Regions from separate parts of the Gasterosteus aculeatus genome. Here region 2 is linked to region 1. Evidence: chromatin contacts called from public Hi-C data. All regions are on one chromosome and are shown on one strand. The core of a region is the stretch at or near the end of the contact, and the rest is flanking DNA. Distances in the headings are between cores, read along the strand shown. Region 1 overlaps myocd (myocardin). Region 2 holds the start of dnah9 (dynein, axonemal, heavy chain 9).

The links. A called contact is a pair of places that touch in the nucleus more often than the background predicts.
Region 2: a Hi-C map of skeletal muscle shows a contact between it and region 1, with 4 times the contacts expected there. The contact joins the promoter of dnah9 here to the enhancer-like site in region 1. A contact is called at or near these places in 5 of 6 Hi-C or Micro-C datasets (liver, skeletal muscle, tail fin and 1 more).

Annotation. Positions count from the first base shown.
Region 1 is chr5:957,098-960,265 of fGasAcu3.hap1.1, reverse strand. myocd (myocardin) reads left to right here. Exons shown (of 12, transcript XM_078103067.1): 3 at 2,182-2,366. Among protein-coding and RNA genes, the nearest start is that of rsph1, 13 kb to the right of the region's middle. Within about 2 kb of position 1,450, at least 2 of the 9 cell types and tissues checked have open chromatin away from gene starts, as enhancers often do.
Region 2 is chr5:1,053,998-1,057,149 of fGasAcu3.hap1.1, reverse strand. dnah9 (dynein, axonemal, heavy chain 9) reads right to left here and starts at 1,503. Exons shown (of 76, transcript XM_078103212.1): 1 at 1,098-1,503; 2 at 1-66. The coding sequence starts at 1,448.

The DNA.
Region 1 (3,168 bases), core at 201-2,700:
GAACAGGACGTGTGCGTTAAACTCAAAAAAGCATGTTCTGCTAAACACAAGTTACACAAGTTACTCTAAACATTTATTTACCAAATACAAAGAATCTTAAAAAGCCAATAACATTTTCCACAACAAACCCACATTAGTTGCTATTCATGGCTTATAACTAATCAATAAAGCATTAGTATGTTATGTGAAAATGATCGATCAGTTTTAAACCCTCCTTTTAGAAAGCGGTCCCAAAACATATTGGAAATGATTCTTTAGACTCTGTTTTCCCTCATTAACATTATCCACAGTTTGTATTTCTTGCACAGAGAATGTTATTTACATTTTTTCTAACCCTCAACATGTTACTCACTCTCGATATCACTCCTTGCAATGCGACTAGTGTTTTTTGCACTTGTTGTTTTAGGGGTTTTACGTTGGCCCCCCCTTGTGCTTCCAGTAAACATGTTGCGTAAAGCGGCGTCTGCGCTCAGCTGGGATCCACTACCTCCACTGGAGGAAGCGAGGGCCGTTTATTGAGATGAACAGCAGCTGTATTTGGGTCCACCCTTTTTGGAGTGGCGGTGGGTGTTTAAGTTTGAGTGCATCCTTGTGTGGGTGTACCTGGGTGTATGTTTGTGCCTCCCTCCTTTTGTCTCTGCTTTAACGGGCCTCCACGAGTCCAGCCAGCCACCTAAAAAGCTCTGTGACGGGACCAGGCTGTTGTGCTCCCTCGCCTGCAGCATTAACCCCTCACCTTAAAGCTCTATATCCCTCTACACAACATTTCAAGAGACCTTTTCAACCCCTGTCATTTTGGAAACTATGTGACCCGCTGTAACTTCTAAACCAGCCACTTGAAAAGCGGAAGCGCACACGGCCTGCAGATTTCCTGCAATTCTGTCATCTCAATCTCCCGCTGACATCAACTTGACTTAAGAGGCGCATGGAAGCGGCATGCAGCAGCAGAGAGGGCGAGCGCCAACGCCAGCAAATTCCCATGTGAGCCATTGAGAATGCATGTTGGGGAGTGAATGAGTTAAACATGACCCGTGGGAGGAAACGGCTGTGTGTGAAGCTCTGTGCGTGTGTGTGTTGTGAGGTCACTGAGTGGCACATGTCCTTTTGACGTGTCTGGACACAAAAAGAGAATTGTACACCTCTCTGTACAAACAAACACAAAAACGCACAGCAACCCTTTCCACCTCCTCCACCGGCTCTGTCCCCTCAGCTCTGTTAGAAAGCCACTCTTAGCTCCTCCAATGAAAGGTGTGTTCGCTATCGGCCCGAGTTGAATGGGAGTGCTGGTGTCTCCCCGCACAGCGTAGCACCTTCAGGCTGAGTGTCACACGAGGTGTCCGTGACACACAGCAACAGGCAGGCAGGGTGTGAGGACCACTGAGCAGGGCCATGCAAACACACCGTCTGCAGTCATCAATGCTGAGGCTGCACCGGTTACCTGCAAGCAGTTCGCCATCAACCAAAACGTTTCCAAAACGACCTCTGTGATGACCTCTATGTACCCTTTTGTTGTTGTTCTGCATATGAGTTGAATAGAGTTTGTTATGAAGGCTCAATTGCAAATCATCTTGCAAGTCCTACTGTGTTATATGATCCGCTGCATGGCTCACTGCTTTCACACACACACACACACACACACACACTGTACTGCTGTCAATCACACTGCGCTGCTGCACTCACGCACACCGTGTTACTGCTTTCACACACGCTGCACTGCTACGCAACACATCTTCCTATTTAGTCCAGTATAATTCTCCTAAAGTGCATTAGGCCTCTATAGGCCACGCCCCCAACAAGTCCTGCACTAGTCACTAAAAAGAAGAAAGATCAGACGTCACACTTTAAACAGGTCAGATATCTATTTTTTGACAGACCAAAGACTGACAGTAAGATCATTTTCACCGACCGTGGTAGTTGACTCACACGCACGATATTAAGTATTATTGGTGACATTTTAGATCATGAACAAACCTGGTCAGTTGTGTTTCTTTCCTCATGTTTTCTTTGTTATGTTCACGGGTTCAGCAGCCTAAATACTGTGGGATAGTTATCACAAAAAGGACGTCTTAACAACTAAAATAAAAACCCAGATGTAGGAAACAGGAATCCTTCTTCCATTTCTAAGTAATCTGCAGGTGAGGCGTGCTGACCCACGCGTCTCCCTTTGTGCTCTTCCTACAGTAAACCATGGTAAGTTTCCGAAGCAGGAGGACTCTTATGCGTTCGAGGAAGACAGCAGCAGTGAGAGTCTGTCTCCGGAGCAGCACCACAGTGATGAGTCACAGGGATCCGCCTGTCCTCCATCGGAGACTGTTGGCAGTACGCCCTCCTCCTCCTCCTCACCTGCCCTGACCAGCCCAAGACAGGTAAAAGACAGCGCTGTCTCTCGGATGCCTCATTCCCTTCTGTCACCGTCCGGCCTTGTGGCGCCTCAGCAGCTGTTCCCAGTGCTTTGCTTACTCTGCTCTCTAGTGGTGAAACAGTGAACATCAACTCCATCCTCAGCCACTGAGTGTCTAGACAAGTGTCCTATTCTTTTGGCCAGAGCCATTCTGCCGGCACAGCTGCTTTTATTTCCCGTCTGTTTACCGTTCACCATCATCAACAGTCTCATGAAATCTGAAATTCATACAGGATTGTGTATATAAGTCAGACTTCTGCCTATCCAATGTTCCATCAGCTCTGAATCAACAACTGGGCTGATTAAAAGTATAACTCTCTCCAACACGCTTGACCAGGAGATTGAGCCTGTTTACCATGACCTTTTTAAACATCACTATGTCAGAGTTCTCATTGTAAGAATGTTGGCTCAAGTGGAGCCTCACAGAGCTGCTTGCATGGCCACTTTGAGTCTTCCACTTCAATGACTTATTGTTCAAGATTTAAAAATGCTAAAAATAGTGGCATGCCCTGTTTTATTCAACCAGTAATTGGAGTTAATCCATCAAAACAATATACATTTATTTTAGAGTTGGTTAGCGTGGCTGTGACTGGACCGAAATGGCGACTGTGGCTCTGTGGTGAGCAGGGTTGTCTTTTTAAATCAGAGGGTCTGTGGAGCTGTCCCCGGGTTCACCAGTCTCCATGTGTCTTTGGGCGGGACACTTAACCCCAACATTGCTGTGTGTTCCTGATGGGCAGGTGGCGTGAATGATGACAGGAAGTGGA
Region 2 (3,152 bases), core at 254-2,753, 97 kb before region 1:
GTCCTGAGACACAACCTGGGGCCATTCCGAGTGGTTCCTACTATTGGACAAAAGTGGGGCCACGACCTGGACGAGTGAACGGAAATAAGTGGAGTATAAAGTGTGCACATCACTTCAGTAAAGGTTATCTAAGAATACCCAAGAGAATTAAAGTAAAAGTTACAAACTATTAGTTTATAAAACTATAGTAAAAACCACAATGCAAAATCTGTGTAATCATCAGAATATGGCCTGTTAATGTATCACAGTGCGTACATGTACACACTTATTCTAACGCTCAATAATGTGCTGTCTGAGATGTAGTGAAGTGGTGTAAAGTATAAAAGACCATTCCACCACTTTAGGCCTCATACAATCATCAGAGGGGTCACGGCTAATTCAGCTACGGGCAGGGTGGAAGTAACGAATTATAAATACTCACCTTACTGTAATTAAGTAGATTTCTTGGGTACTTGTACTTTTAGGAGTTTTATTAAAGTGTGTAATTTTACTCCTACTTGAGAACAATTTACACCATGTGATCGATCTACTTTGCTACTTTTAAAATCAAAAGTCACTATTGAGTGCCCACAATTTAAAATAATATTCAAACCGTCAGATTTTTTTTTTTTCAATGCAAATCCTTATTGGCTGTCAGATCCAATTATTCTAAGACGTAATATAAGCAGAGGCCAACTCGCTGCTGCTGCTGCAGGCAAATGTTCCTGGAGGTAAAACACACAGCGTGTGAAGAGGACTGAGAATTTGAGAAAGAAAGTTATGCAAAGAAAGAATGATGATCATGATTACGGCCAAGAGTTTGAAAAAGTCATAAAGGACATTAACTTTCTTCTCCGTCGTTACTGTGATCGATCTCCCACAGGTCCAGACCCCCTCTGGTGAACTTCCGTTGTGTTTTGAGTGAACTTTTTACTGTGGATTTGTTTTGCCGTTTGCACGTGTCGGCCACCGTAAAACTGCCTGTAAATGTTCTACATACTTGAGTACATATTTTCAGTACTCTTTCCACCTGTGGCTGTGGGTGAGTAGTAAGTATGAGTAAGTCCTCAGAGACTCTTTGCATCCAGCAATAATTAACACGGTGCCCTGCTGCTTACCTCCTCAACTAGAGCAGAAAACTGATGCAGTGGAGCGTGAGACAAGGTCCCGTACAACAGGTCCTCCCTCATGGAGTCCTGCCGCAGTGCTGTCCTGCTGGGTTTGACAAAGTACACCGCCTTGTTGCTGGAGCTGGCGGGGAAGACGGCGGCTGGCTGCAGCAGCCCGGACGCCGTCTCAGACACCACCAGAGTGCTCTGCTCGGCTCGCTCCAGGAACTCCTGCAGCACCTGCCGGTTGTCCTCGATGGACACGCACTTCTGCCATTTGTCCTCTTTCAGTTTCAGAGTCCGCAGCACATACTCCGCTATGAAGTCCAGTCTCGAGTCCTCGGCAGGGGACTCCTCCATGTCTGCAGGTTGCTTTGCTGTCCCGGGTCAGTGTGCAGGCTGAACTGATTGTGTCTCTGCCTCCATAGTAACGCAGTGTTTGCATTAATCAGCCGGTTGCTTAGGGGACGTGAGCGACCAGGAGCTGACCCGGGACGAGGGCATCCTCCAGTCTGACACCCACTGTCCCCCTGCAGTCTTTTGTTTGACTGTCAGGGGGATGTTGATTTCAGCCATTATGTTCCCATTACAGTGAGATGTAGAGCTGCGTCCTCATACTGTCTAATCTTATTTGAATAAATGTCCCCCGGTGATGACATGGGCTCTGCTTGGCGAGGAAACATAGGTGGAATAACAGTAAAAAAACAAGCAAATGGATGTGATTTTGTTTGAAAACAATAAAACTGTGGCTTCCATGCAGCTACAGCACATCTGTATGACTTTGATAAAGATTTACTGAGCTGATTGGAGTGTGTGCAGGATGCAGCTACATGCTTGAATGAATTTACTGGCACTGTGACATCTTTTATCAAAACCATCTGCACTTCTAAAAACAATAAACCCAAGTTTACTGCAACACTCAGGCAGCTTTGTCCACCTCGGCCCCCAAAAGTAAGAACGGACTCTTGTAAAAAGAAGCCCCAGCTCACGGACAGACAGAGGAGCAAAGAGCAGCAGGGTTCAGTCCAGGGTGAGTGGAGAGACGGTTTGATTCCAGGCGCTGTGTCTTTGGGCAACAGTGTGGATGGTAGTTACTCAGGGCAGGCGGGTCTCTGCGCGTGCTGCCTTCTGTCATCAGAATGATGACATGACGGGTTAAAGAAATTGGAATTTGGGAGTCTAGAAAAGCTCCTTACGATTACGCTCCATTTAGCATTGGTGTCCAACCTGTGTCCATGTGGAGACGCCTACAGGGGACCATCACCTCACCTGGCTGATGCGTTTACCTGCAGGTTGATAAACCCACACAAACAGCCCCCCCCCACGTCTTTGTTTCATTTAGGCTCCATTCACTGGACGACCAGCAAACATCCATCCATTTTCCTCCACTTATCTGCGGTCAGGTCAGCAGGCCGACCCAGACTTCCCCTCCCCCGCATCCCTCCCCCGCATCCCTCCCCAGCTCATTCTCCTGAGGCCAGCTGGGACATAGAATCCCTGCTGCATGTCCTGCGCCGTCCCCTGGATGAGAAGAGATGTGACTTGAACAGGGAAAGCTAAGATGCCTTAACTATCAGCACACTGGGCAAGATGATTGGACAACAACGTTGTTGGTGTTACTATTTGTCAAGTATATTTGGCATTTGATCAATGTAGTTTTGGGTTATTTGTAAATATTGAAATGCCATAAATGGCCACCAGATGACACTGTGACACACTCGCTCCATCGAGCAGCAGTTTCTTTTCTTCATTCAAGAGGTTCTTTCTCAACAAACACATGCAGCATTGTGGGTTCACCTGCCTCACCTGAGTCCCTGAGAGCTCTGATCAAATCCCACTCATGAACAACTGGACTCAGTGCACTTAAAGGCTTTCGTTCAGTCACTTAAATGCTGCCTGTGAACTTTATCTTGTTCTGATGGATGTGACGTGGACTGGCATTTGTGTCCCGCCTCTCTAGTCCTCTGCCTACTCTGAGAGTCTTGCACTAAATGTCAACATTCATTCAGCTATTTGGGATCCGGTATCTTGCCCAGGGACACTTTGACATGCGGACTGGAGGAG